Regions from separate parts of the Mus musculus genome. Here region 2 is linked to region 1. The links are chromatin contacts, called in public Hi-C maps. All regions are on one chromosome and are shown on one strand. The core of a region is the stretch at or near the end of the contact, and the rest is flanking DNA. Distances in the headings are between cores, read along the strand shown.

Evidence for each region. Hi-C and Micro-C count contacts between places; a contact is called where the count stands out from the background.
Region 2: a contact with region 1 is called in a Hi-C map of nephron progenitors, with 2.7 times the contacts expected there. The contact joins the enhancer-like site here to the promoter of Cd302 in region 1. A contact is called at or near these places in 2 of 39 promoter capture datasets (embryonic stem cells and macrophages), 5 of 484 Hi-C or Micro-C datasets (the G1E-ER4 cell line, bone marrow-derived macrophages, liver and 2 more) and 2 of 115 datasets of contacts at active chromatin or transcription factors (embryonic stem cells and pancreatic cancer cells).

The regions. Positions count from the first base shown.
Region 1 is chr2:60,281,678-60,288,215 of GRCm38.p6, forward strand. Cd302 (CD302 antigen) reads right to left here and starts at 2,807. Exons shown (of 6, transcript NM_001290660.1): 1 at 2,383-2,807. The coding sequence starts at 2,443.
Region 2 is chr2:60,335,193-60,341,730 of GRCm38.p6, forward strand. Ly75 (lymphocyte antigen 75) reads right to left here. Exons shown (of 35, transcript NM_013825.4): 14 at 4,961-5,042; 15 at 3,103-3,171. Among named protein-coding and RNA genes, the nearest start is that of Ly75, 45 kb to the right of the region's middle. Within about 2 kb of position 2,894, at least 14 of the 459 cell types and tissues checked have an H3K27ac peak or open chromatin away from gene starts, as enhancers often do. A contact at or near this core is called in nephron progenitors, where this site is marked.

The DNA of each region.
Region 1 (6,538 bases), core at 1,557-4,056:
TATCTAAATAGTAGGGGAAGGATAACCACACCAACAGCAAGGGTTTAAGTAGCCTGTGTAGAAGAAAGAGAAGGTTAGGGTTCCCACAAGCCAGGCTGGAGAAACTCAGTTAACAGCAGGGAGGGTAGTGAGTTAATATCAGAAAGAAGGCAGGGGCACTGAAACCATTGATTACAGGTAACAGCCACTCAAAATCTGAGGCCTAGATGCCACCCCACATGAGAAACACAGAAGGAAGACTTACATTCACTCCTCCCATACCACTCGGGCTAAACCACTGACCCAGTAGTCCCAAGCATATAGTGGTGAGCGTGGGCACTGTCCCAGAGAGGCTCTAGATCTAGAGGCGTGGCCCAGCGGTAAAGAACTTGGTGCACTACCATGAGGATCTGGGTTTAGATCCCCAACCAGCACCTACAACAAACCAATCCAAAACCAGAGAAGCCCCAGACAGGTCTGCCATGGAACCTTCTGAAGTTAAATGATGTTATAGCCATTGTGTTCTGAGCTGAGAACCAAATCTAACAAGTTCACGTTCACTAACATACTCCAACGTAATAGAAAAAAAAAAAAAAGAGCGATTTCCGCTTCAGCATTAAATGTCCACTTTAGGCTAGGTTACTGAGGTTCTTTTAGTGTGGGGATCTTGCCATTCAGCCAACTCTAAATCTTGGTAAGCTCTTGTCAGTGTGCTCAGTAACTATAGCCAGTCGAGTGGCATGTTCACGATGTTTTCTGTTGATGCGATTACCTTTCTTGCTTTATGATAAGGGCAAAGAGAAGGAGACCAGGATTTCCCAGGCCTGTAGTAGGTATACTCTACAACAGCCCTATGAAGTACCATTTTCCACGTCACTGGGGGACACAGAAGGTGGCTAACTAGTGTGGGAAGAGCTCGATCATTTTTACTGTAATCTACTGTGGTCTCCTGACCAACGGAAGCGGTCAGAGTGAATCCAGAAATCCAGACCAGATTTAGAAAAGAATAAAACTTAGGAGGCTTGACCTCTCTGTGTTCAAACAACTTCACAGGTAATGCCAAATCTAGAAACTCCTTCTCTTTCCAAATTGGCTAGGAATGTATTTTTCTTCCCTTTTAACGGGGCTATCATCGTGTGTGTGTGTGTGTGTGTGTGTGTGTGTGTGTGTGTGTGCAGTGTACTTGTGGAGGTCAGAGGATAACCTTTTCTTTCCTCAATTTGCCTGGTTACAGGGATTGAATGAACGAAGGTCACCCGGCTTGCAAAACAAGAATATTTACCCACTGCACCATCTCATTGGTATAACAACAACAAAGTATTTTTTAAAATTAGCCTGGCATGGTAGAGAGAGAGAGCACTAAGAGGGAGTTAGGGTGTCCCAGATAATGAGGGGAGCCTAAGGAGGACTCAGAGGTGGTCCAGACTTCGAGGAAGCTCTAGTGCAGCCTTAGATAAAATTAAAGTACGTCTTGCTTCTGCTCTCAGAGAGGCAGCACACAGCCCGACTGGTCATCCGTGCTGCTCTACAGGAACCCAAGAAAAGAGCTTTGCAAGCTCAGAGCAACTCAGTGTGCTAGGTCTTCAACACCCAGGGCCTTTAAAATATCTCCCGCTGTCAGCCGATTTCACACAGAAATTTATTTAAAATGCAGTGAAATCCAGTGGAGGAAAAAAAAAATCCCTTGCATAATCCTGTTACTGAAGCCCACACAAGTGTCCACTTAGTTCTTGTTTACTTTGCTCTTTCATTCTCGGAAAGGATTGGTAGGATTGGTAGTGTTTTTTGGAAGGAAATCTCCCCCAGGGTTTCCCCATTAACATATTTTGACGTGCCTCCCCGGAAAGCCTGTTTAAAGAAAAACACATGCTCGGTGGAATTGTCTGTGTTCCTCGGGGTGTGTGTGTGTGTGTGTGTGTGTGTGTGTGTGCCATTTTGCAAGACTAATTATGTCTAATTTTTCAGATGTCACTGTATATCAGCCGACCAAAGGTTTCTCTAAATCGCAGTGTTTGTAGTGAGATCCCAGCCTGGCTTCTCCTCCCTCTGGATGCAGGGGTTATGTGGCTGAACTCTTTTCCTGTTTTAACAACTTGCCCACTAGCCATGGGACAGGGCCTGTTTCCTCCCTCCACCCCCAGGCCTCACCCCTTCCCTACTGCCACCCATTGAAGGGCTCTACAGTTCCTCTACCCTCTAGCGAGCTAACCGTCTTGGGGGGTCTGAGGTGAGGATACAGACACGGTGGAAGTGGGGTCCTCTGCTTTGGCCTTTGTCCCGGGTCTGGCTCTCTGAAGCCACCCAGCCTGAGAGATGGTTGCGGGATGGTCGGAGGACGAGGCACGTGGCCATCGGTGGGAGCGGGGACTCTGCACTCTCCGGGGCGCGGCAGGGGAAGCTTACCGGCGACGATGGCAGTGGCGAGGCTCAGCAGCACGAGCGAGGACAGCGCTGCGTGGGGCATGACTGCGCGGCGCCGAGAGCGGGCCGGGGGCGGTGCTTGTCGGGTGCGCAGCTCCCAGCTCAGTTGCGACGCCTCCCACTCGAGGCGGGGGAGTGGAGCCCAGGGTCGCACTGCTGGGACGCTCAGATCCCCAAGCGGCGGACACACCGCAGACTCCAACTTCTCTTCGTTAAAGATAAACTTCTCATTTGAACTGAAGTAATCTCAGACTTTCTAAAATGTTGCAAAAATAAATAGAACTTCCCGTAATCCTTGCGGCAGCTTCTCCAAATGTTAGCATCTTACATAACATCAGTGCAAGGATAGGAACCAGGACAGAGCATTGGTGGAGCACTGTTGACTAATCCATAGCACTTGTGGCATTTGACAATTATCTCTGTTCTAGGACCCTATCCAGGAACAAGCACATTTGGGTTCGTCTGATGTTTCTTCTTAGTAGAATTGTTTGTGCCCTTTTGGCAAGAATCATACAGAGGGACAAAGATTGATGGACTTTGGTTATTTAATGAAGGTGGTGTCAGCAACCGTAATCTCCCTTTTCACAATTCCCTCCTGGTGGACTATGCCTCTTAGAAAATATATCTCTGCCACTAGTTACTGTATCGAAAGTAAAGGAGAATAACGGAACAGGAAGGTTTGACTGGGATGGGGGTAGAAGCACAAGTTAAAGGAAGGAATATGGGATGGGACAGCTAACACAGCCTCTATGGGGCAGGAGAAGGAAGCGAAGGAAAGAGGAAGAGAGGGAGGGAGGAGAGGGGAAGGGAAAGGGGAAGAGAAGGAGGGGGGAGGGAGAGAGGAAAATTTTAATGGAGTTACCTTACAAGAGGGAAAGAAGATAGATACCACCTAGCAAATAAAACCCCAGTACCAAAAACGGGTTCTTCTTGAGTTGTTGCCAATGGAATCTCATAAAGCCCCAAGAACTACAGGTCAGTGCCAATAGTCTTGGCTATCTTCAGAACTTGTTGGTAAGCCCCTGTGGCCGAAGAAACCACATCGCTGAGTCAGGTAAGGTGGTCAAGATGGCACTAACTTGGAAGCTTCAACTCTCCCATTTAGCTTTCTTCGCTCCGGGAAGTGCTTGCTGTGCACACGGATGTAGGAGGAAATACTTCTTTCTCCTCCATTCGTGTATACAGCACACACCTCTATCTCATCCAGATATGAACCTTGTAAGGTACAGCAATGATGGGGCCCAACAAGATATGGGTACTGCTGTGGTAGTTGGATGAATGTCACAAAAGTAACCAACCATTTTATGATTGGATCTAAGTCCCGCCAGTACCATACCTGGCACTGTGCCAAGAACCTGTGGCTAAATAGATTGCAGTCCCTAAGGGGAAGCACAATGCTATTATTCTGCTAAATGGCCATAGTATTAAAGTAATTCCTAGAGACCTACTGCTTTGCCCATAGATGAGCGTATCTCTCAACCTTCATCAGAAAAGTGTCTCCTCACAGTAAATGGCAATTAATAGACACCTTCCACTAGTCAATGTCCAGAAAATAAGAAACCATGGAGGGCTTGGCCCTAAGTGGGATTTGCATATTGCACCCCTCCCCTCAAGGTTCAGGAATCTTTGAGGAAGAAAGGTCAGAAAGATAGTAAGAGTCAGAGCTCGTGGATAGCATCAAGGAAACTGTCTTCTGGACACGACTGGGCAGACGTACATGTAAACTCACAGAGATTGTGACCATATGCCTGAGATATATGAAAGCTCAACCCAGATAAAAATCCCACCACTGAGGCGCTAGCAGGGCACAGATTCTTACCAGTGGACGAAGACCTAATGGCATTTAATAGTGCTGAGAGAGGGAAAGTTAATTTTCTTTAAAGATGCGACCCTCTAGTTGGTTGACCACAATCTATATCAGGCTTCGCTCCCAAAAGTAGTAGGGCAACTCCAGTTGGGCTTTGATGGAGAGGATGAAATAAAGAAAGCTACAAGTTGGGTGGAAAGGGAGGAGGGTAGAGTGGATGGGTGTGAGAGGAACTGGGACAGGGGAGTGAATATAACTGTGGTGGTTTGAATATGCTTGGCCCAGGGAGTGGCACTATGAGGAGGCGTGGCCTTGTTGGAGGAGGTGTGGCCTTGTTGGAGAAAGAGTGTCACTGTGGGAGTGGGTTTTGAGACCCTCTCCTAGCCACATGGGAGTCAGTTCTTCTCCTGTTTGCCTTCAGAACAAGATGCAGAACTCGCAGCTCCTCCAGCACCAGGCCTGCCTGGATGCTGTTGTGCTTCTCGCCATGATGATAATGGACTGAACCTCAGAACCTGTAAGCCAGTCCCAATTAAATGTTGTCCTTTATAAGAGTTGCCTTTGTTATAGTGTCTCTTCACAGCAACAAAAACCCTAACTTAGACAATAACCTAAACATACTGTATGGAATTCTCAAGGAACTAATGAAATACTTTCTAAAGTCCATTTCGTTTGTCTGTGATAAGGACTATGCATGCCATTCTGGACTCAAACTCATGGCCCTGGCCTGTACTTCCCGAGTGCTGACACTACAGGCCAGTTCTTTTAAACTATGCTTTTATAAATGATGCAACTATACTTAACTCAGGGAGTAGAACAAGCAAGGCCCCTTGGGTAAGTAAGCCTCATATTATTGGTGTATAAAATCAAGTCAAGGGGTGGAGAGATGGCTCAGAGGTTTAGAGCACTGACTGCTCTTCCAGAGGTCCTGAGTTCAATACCCAGCAACCTCACGGGAGCTCACACTCATCTGTAATGGGATTTGATACCCTCTTCTGGTGTGTCTGAAGACAGTGACAGTGTACTCAGATACATAAAATGAACAAATAAAAACAACAACAATCTGTGACTTATTTGAAAAAAAAATCAAGTCAAACTCAATACAAAGAAAACAAGCGAAAGGCAGAGTTAGAAGATACTTCTTACTCAAGAAGATAAGCAGATAGCAAATGAGCTTATGAAGAGATGCTCCGGGTCACGTCATTAAAGGATTGTCAATGAAAGCAAGGATGACTCAAACCCCAAAGATCGAAGCCATGTGCTTGGGATGATGTGGAGCAGCAGCCCATTGCTGGTGGGAATGCATCGAGAATGCATTGCGCTGGCGACAGTGTGGTCCAGTCTTCTTTCACTGCACTCCAGGCTCAGCCCCTTCGTCCGAATGTCAAGACTTTGCTTGTTATTCACTTTCAGACTTCATAAGTTGTCAATAATGTGTTCATATACTAAACAAACACTGACAGCAGATTTTTCCAAGTGCATTCTGTTTAGCTATGGAAACATCTTGATTCTGGGCTCTTTTGCCCACTAACTACACAGCAACTCTGTGGAATCACGCAACTGACAAATTTCTCTTCACTGCCACCTTTGCATATTTATTAATGTGTGCTGTGGATGTGGTTTAACGCTTGTATGATGTTAACTGGGTCCTCAAAATTGCAGGAGAATCCACACGGTAAGACACTGAGTCCCCGCCCCCAGTTGGTTTTGATTGGTAAATAAAGTTGCTGGTGGCCAATGGTTGGACAGGGAGACAGAGGTGAGATTTTTTTTTAGGATTTCCCTGGCAAGGTGGGGGTGGCAGTGGTGGACTAGAGCTGCCGTGCCAGGAAAGGAGTAGCTACCAGGCCCGAGAGCTGCAGAACAGAGAGTATAGCAATCATGTAAGAGCCTGGAAAGGGTGGCCCCAGGGGCCCTCACCCCATCTGGGTCTAGGGCAACAACGATGGAATATAGATTTTTAGTAAGTAATAACTCAGAAATATTGGAGGGGAGGTGTTAGTCACATGGAGGTTTGGAGGTGGCTCAGCCATTAAACCATTTAAGGCATATTAAAATATAAGGCCGAGTGTGTGTGTGTGTGTGTGTGTGTGTGTGTGTGTGTGTGTCTTTCATTCAGAAACCCAGAACATTGGGGTGGGTATCAAAAGTTTCATGCTGCTGCCGCTGGGTCAGTTGGAGTAGAGATTAATTGGCAACTTCAACAAGTGTAGATTGGTTTGTGTTCAACTAATTTTCAAAGGCATCTTAGACATAGGATAGAATCCACCATCTAATGACTGGATCTAATTTAAGCTGTGACCTACTTCAGCTGGGGTTTTTGCTTTATTA
Region 2 (6,538 bases), core at 1,644-4,143, 54 kb after region 1:
CACCTCTCCTGGTGATTTATTTTATTTTTGGTAGGTTTAAAATCTCTCCACACGTGGAAGCCTACGTACCTTTCAAGTCCAGTTCATTGCATCAGTGTTCTAGAAAATTCTGAACAGCACATTAACTTCTCTGAGGCTCGTACCTGTGCTGAGTTGTAAATCCTATAATGTGGACCCGTGCAGTGACAGCTGCCCACGAGAAGAGTTTCTCTGAAGGCAGCCTTCTTTCCGGTTTCATTTGCATCCATCATGCTTTTCTGACCCTTTCCTGGGTTATGACGTGAAGGTGCCACACACATATCTCTTCATCCCTTGCCTTCTTTTACTTTCTATGATTTCCTAAAAACTACTCCGTGGCTTTTTTTTTTTTCATTCATTTTCCCCCTTTCAGCCCTGTTCTCCAGATTTCAACTTTCTGTCGCGTATGTCTTATACCCATGCTGCATTTGAACTAGTTAACCACAATATATCATACCCTTTGAAAAACATTGCTTCTTCTGCCTCTTTCCTTCCTTCCTTCCTCCCTCCCTCCCTCTCCTTCCTCCCTCCCTCCCTCTCCTTCCTCCCTCCCTCCCTCCCTCCCTCCCTCCCTCCCTTCCTTCCTTCCTTCCTTCCTTCCTTCCTTCCTTCCTTCCTTCCTTCCTTTTCTGAAACAGGGTTTCTCTGGGTTACAGTCCTGGCTGTCCTGGGACTCACTTTGTAGATAGACCAGGCTGGCCTCGAATTCAACAGAGATCTGCCTGCCTCTGCCTCCTGAGTGCTGGGATTCAAGGTGTGCACTATGGCACCCAGCTTTCTCCCTGTTTCTATGAATACCTTGCCAGCAGAATAAGGGGCAGAGGAAGCCCCGAGTGAGTAAAGTCCTGAGGAAGTGTGTGCTGTTGACTCGGCAGTTGTGGATCCCAAAGCCTTCACCAGGGATAAGAATGTAGATGTTGAGTGTGCAGAAAATGTCTATCATAGTTTTTTCCCTTGGAAATTTACAGCCTGAGGATTGCTCGCCTAGAGACCGCTCCTACTGGATTAGCTGAGCCTGTCTCCTTGTTCAGCCATGTGCAAAAAACCCAGCCTCTCCGGTCAAGTCTATATAATAAACAATGTAAACTTCAGAAGTCCTGTGGTTCCTCCAGCAGAGACTCCAGTCCTCCAGTTCCCAGCCTGTATGTGTGTCTGCACGTCTATGTGTCTGTCTTTTCTTCATTCCTTCACCACCCTGGCCAGGTCCAGCCTTGGAGGTAGATGTGCTAGGATGTGGTAAAATAGCTCAGGGGTAAAATGTCATGGATCTGGACATGTGTGGGTTTAAGTTTGACTTCTGACACATCTAAGCTGGAATTTCATTCTCAACTTGATGGTTACGGTAACTGCACCTACTTCACAAGATTGTGTATATTTATTTAAGTGCCTACCCCAGTGCCTGGCTCATAACGGATCTATAACTAATCGATACTACCCTCGTAAGACCATTACATTTTTATTCTTACAATAAGCCCTCATTGCCTATGCCTTCTTGTTCACCTATTGGAGCCCTTAGCCAATGGCATCAGAGCTTACTGAGCTGTCTATCTCTTGCTATGCTGGAGTCTTGTGAAGAACCCTACCTCTGACACCTTCTACCGTCTTGATGGGCCTCCCAGGCACATCACTGATAAAATGGATAAACAAATGGACCCTGCAAGACATGCCTCGTGTGTCTGTGATAATTCCCAGTCCTAGCTGCTGTGCCTCGGAAATGTCAAGATAAATCTTCCTCACACTCTTGGCTCACAGTCACCATCTTGGCTCATTTTATCCTTTCTCAGTTTTAAAAAACATCCTTGTTGCCTATTGAAAATAAACCAAAGCAAACCATCCAAACAAAAACTCCCGCGGAAGTGCAAGCACCTTGATTTGACAGCAACCTGATTTGACAACACTGTTTTTAAAAATTAATTTGATTATATGCATACAAGGGTCCTTTCTGCACCACCGGAGTGCCTGGTGCTGGTGGAGGTCAGAAGAGGACCATGGATCTCCTGTACTGGAGTGATGAGACATCAGGAGGAAACCCAGGTCCACAGCACTGGAAGAGCACTCTAAGCCACCCCGCCACCTCCCCATCCTTTAAGGACTGTCTTTAGTAATTCCAAATAAAACTGGATACATCCTGCTCTTCTCACTGTCGATAAGACCTCCACTTGTATTCTTGCACCACTGCCCATTAGAAAGCCTTGTCCTGTTGCTCCTGCGCAAACTCTGGTCATCCTTAGAGACCAAGGCCAAATCCCAACTCTTTCTGGACAGACCTGAGCGATCACTTCCCCTTTCGATTTCTCCTCGGCTATCTTCTGCCCACTCTTGAGGTGCCTTACTATAGAATGATGATAAAGCTGTGGTTTTTAATATAAATGTGGAGAGCTTTTGTTGCCCCCTTATAGCAATTTGCTGCTTATAGAAATTTGGCAAATACTTGTCACTGGGCTCTGGAGGAGGAAGCAGGATCAGATAAGAATATTCATATCTGGGCTACTACAAGGATCAAGGTGGACACAGCCAAGGAATGTGTGACTTCCCCTTTGTCTTGGCAATCCTGCTAAGCCCCCAGACCCAGTGTCTCTGGGACTTTTGCTTACTGCTTTGTTTGATTACTACCTGGTGTGATCTCTTTGTTCTTTACCCTTGTTTAATCACTTTGTGTTTGATTTAAGGACTGACTCTATTTTCTGCTAGTACCGAGAATGGTGTAAAAGCTGGCTGGGAAAAATTAAAGCTGCTTCCGCCTCAGCCCTGGCTGGAGTCAGGTTATAATGTTTGTCTAATTGTCTTTTTCTCTGCAATCCTCACTCCTGCGCTCCAGACCCCGTTGACTGACTGAGCTGGCTTGGTTCTTAAATTAAGTGTAAACTGCTTGGGTTTGCTTTCCACCGCTCCTGCCATCACCACGCTCCACGCACAGAAGGTATTCTAGGAATGTTTTGCCTGAGCTTACGTGATGCCAGATTTGGGTGCAGTGAGAGGGGTGAGCTCGAGGCTTCACATAGGTTAAGCATGAACTCTGTCTCGGAGCCCTGGTGTCAGTCCTGGGATTTTATTTTTAATACTGATTTTAGAGTTGGTACTAACCTTGATGGCAGCACAGTCTCTGATGTCAAAATCCTGTTGAAACTCCGGCTCCATCATCACAGCAGACACCTGAGAAGGTAAGTCAGCCTTGAGAACGTGGGCTGGCACAACATTTGCAACTTCCATATAGTTTAGGCAGCTTCAATATTATACATATACATATATAATGTATATATATATATACATATATAATGTATGTATGTGTATATATATATATATATATATATATATATATATATATATAAACATTTCATACTTTGTGAACGATCTGGATGCCGAGTCATGCGAGGCCTCGGGGACTGCAGAAGAGCCCTTAGTTTCCCATTAAGCCACAGTCTCAGAAGTGGGGTTGGTGGGGCATTAAATCACCCCCAGGGCCAGAATCAACAGCTCAAAGAGCCTTTTTTAGTATTTTGAGATGTGGTATATAAAACTCCCTTGGCTGATTGATATTCACAGGAGGCTGCTCATGAAAGGGGAGAGAGAAGGAGGGAGTAGATGGGGGTGTGAGGGAGAAGGACTGGGAGGAGAACAGGGGGAGGAAGCTGTGATCAAGATGGAAAGTAAATAAATAATGAAAAAAGGAAAAAAGAAAATCTATAAGAATAGCTAAGAAATTCTTATCCCTAGGATACTGAATCTTGTCCCTATTTTTTCCTGTAAGAGTTTTGATACCAAGGGATATTTCAAAATGCCAGCTTGTCAATATGTAAAAGTCCAGTATGTTAAACACACACACACACACACACACACACACACTGTCACGTAAAACCTCTTTAGATGAGATAAACAGTCAACAGTCAAGTATTATTCAAGGTTCGACTATTACATTTTAGGTTCGACTATTATGGCTAATACAGACATTTTTTCACTATATAATTAATGCTTTTAGATGATACAAATAAATATTTCCCACTATTAATTGATAATAGAAATAAACACAGAGTAGCACAGATGAAAGCTTTGGAAAATAATTTGTACTCTCCAAAGATGGCCAGGATGTCAGAATATCTCCGTTTTTAAAACTCTATATAGAGACACTAAAATATACACATTTTTTAAAAGTAACAGTAAGTGGAGTACGTGAGATGGCTCAGTGGGTGAAGGTGCTTGTGGCCAAAGCTGATGAGCTGAATTCGAGTCCCCAAATCAGCATGGCGGAAGGAAAGATCTGACTCCGGAAAGTTGTCCACTGGCCTCCGCTGCCCCGCCCCCAAGGCGCGCGTGTGCACACACACACACACACACTAAAAAAGTAAAAATAAATAAATAAAGAAAGATGAATACTTTGTGTCTTCCTTCTCACATCCTTTAAGTAAATTTGTTTCTATTTCAAAATGTGTGTAAATAAGGCTGTTATGGTTTGTGGATGGATATTTGCCTTTTTAATCGAGGTAAAATTGCTAATCTCCTTACGATGTTTTAAAGAGTACACACGTCGAGCCACTGAATCTAGTCAGGTAGCATATGCATTTCCTTTGACAGTGACCACAACGTGGTGAGAACAATGTGCGGTTGTTAACTATGGTCCCACATGGCACATCGATGGATCTCTTGAACTTATTGATTATCTAAATAAAATTCTGTATCTTTTGACAAACCTTTCCCCTTCCTCAATCTGTCCCAGTATCACGTCCCAGCATGCTAGTATCAATATGCTGTAGCTTTCTCTGGTAGAATGATATACTTTGGTGGAATTACATCCCCAGAGTTGGTGGAGACTTCTTTGACTAACCAGGGTCTTCCGTAGTTCCATACAAATTTTAGATGTGGATGTCTTATTTAACAATGAATTTACTTGTTTTTAAAAGAAACACTACTTCCATGGTTTTTTTCCAATATGAAAGTTGTAACTTACTGGTGTCCGGTCACTCCACTGCCAGGACCCTTGTAAATCAGGGCTTCTCTTATTCAGACCAATCCACAACCAACGCTGCCCACTATGTTAAAAAACAAAAACAAAAACAAAAAAGGAGGCAGTATTAGAAGTTTAGGACACTATCTGGTAAACATACTTAGCACTCACATGTTTTAAAGTGACTGAGTCACCTGTGTGTATTCAGGAGTTTGACACCAACAGAAAGGGCAACCATAAGCTATACAAAGAAAGAAACAAAATAAAGCTCTTAGCCCGGAGCAGCCATAGATATGGTATCATATGCTTTTTACTTCTTTTATTTATTTATTTATCTATTTATCTATTTATCTATCTATTTATTTATTTATTTATTTATTTATTTATTTATTCATTCATTCATCCTGATTGCAACACTCTCTTTCTCCTCTCCTGCCAGCCCCACCCTTACAAATCCCTCCCCACAAGATATCATATGTTTAAAACTAAATTTTAAGTTGTCGTCTGTGTATGAAAGGCAAAAACAAAAAACAAACAAAAAACAAAAAAAACCAACCAAACAAACAAAAACCCTATTCTGCTTTGGATTTTTACATAGAAACTATGATCGTTCTAAGTTCTTACGGTAATGTTTCATGTCAGGCAATATTTTCAGATAGAGTCAGTGGCAACAATGGCCGTCTGCCTCTGTCTTCTTTTTCTAGACTTGGAATTACAGATGTTGTGAGCCATGATGTGGGTGCTGGAAATCAAAGCCGGGTCTTCTGTAAGAGCGACAAGTGCTCTAAACCACGAGTCGCCACTCCAGCTGCTTGTCTTGTTTTTGAGATGGGGTGAGGTGGGGGTCATGTGGCTGACAATGGACCTCAGCTCCCCGTGTGCAGTCAAGAGTGACCCTGCACTTCTCATCCTCTTGTCGCCATCTCCTAAGTGTTGGGATTAGAGGCATGAAGACAGCATGTCTTATGTGAGGCTGGCACTTGGATTCTGGGCTTTGTGTGGGTACTTGATGAGGTGACCTACCTCCCCAGACCAACAATGGCATTTTAAAAACAGTGTCTAGGAGTTACAGGTATAGCTCAAAGGTGGAGCACTTGCCTATAATGTTCATGGTCCTAGGTCCCATCACACACACACACACACACACACACACACACACACACACACACACTTTATAGCACTACCAAATGTCTTTTTTTCTGATGCTAAATAAGCTATTTGGTTAAAATTTTATTAAAGAAAAATTTAAAATACTTTAATTCCCACTGTCCAGTAATTTTAAAGTAAGCAAGTAGTCATTTTTTAAAGTCTAAATAGAAAACATTTAAATATAATGGCATTATATTTAATACCATTAGCTTTCTATGTCTGTGTAATAGCACTGAGCTGGGTACAGTGATGCCTCCTGTCAAACAGAAGATATCCCAGCCAAGGAAACATGATACACATGAGCCCACGGGAGTTACCAAATGAAGTGTGTAAAGTCTACACATTATCAAACTACAGCACATAGAGAGGTCACAAAGGACTGCAGTGTACAAACATTTCCTGAGGTTGGAGGAAAGAGTCTTCAAAGGATGG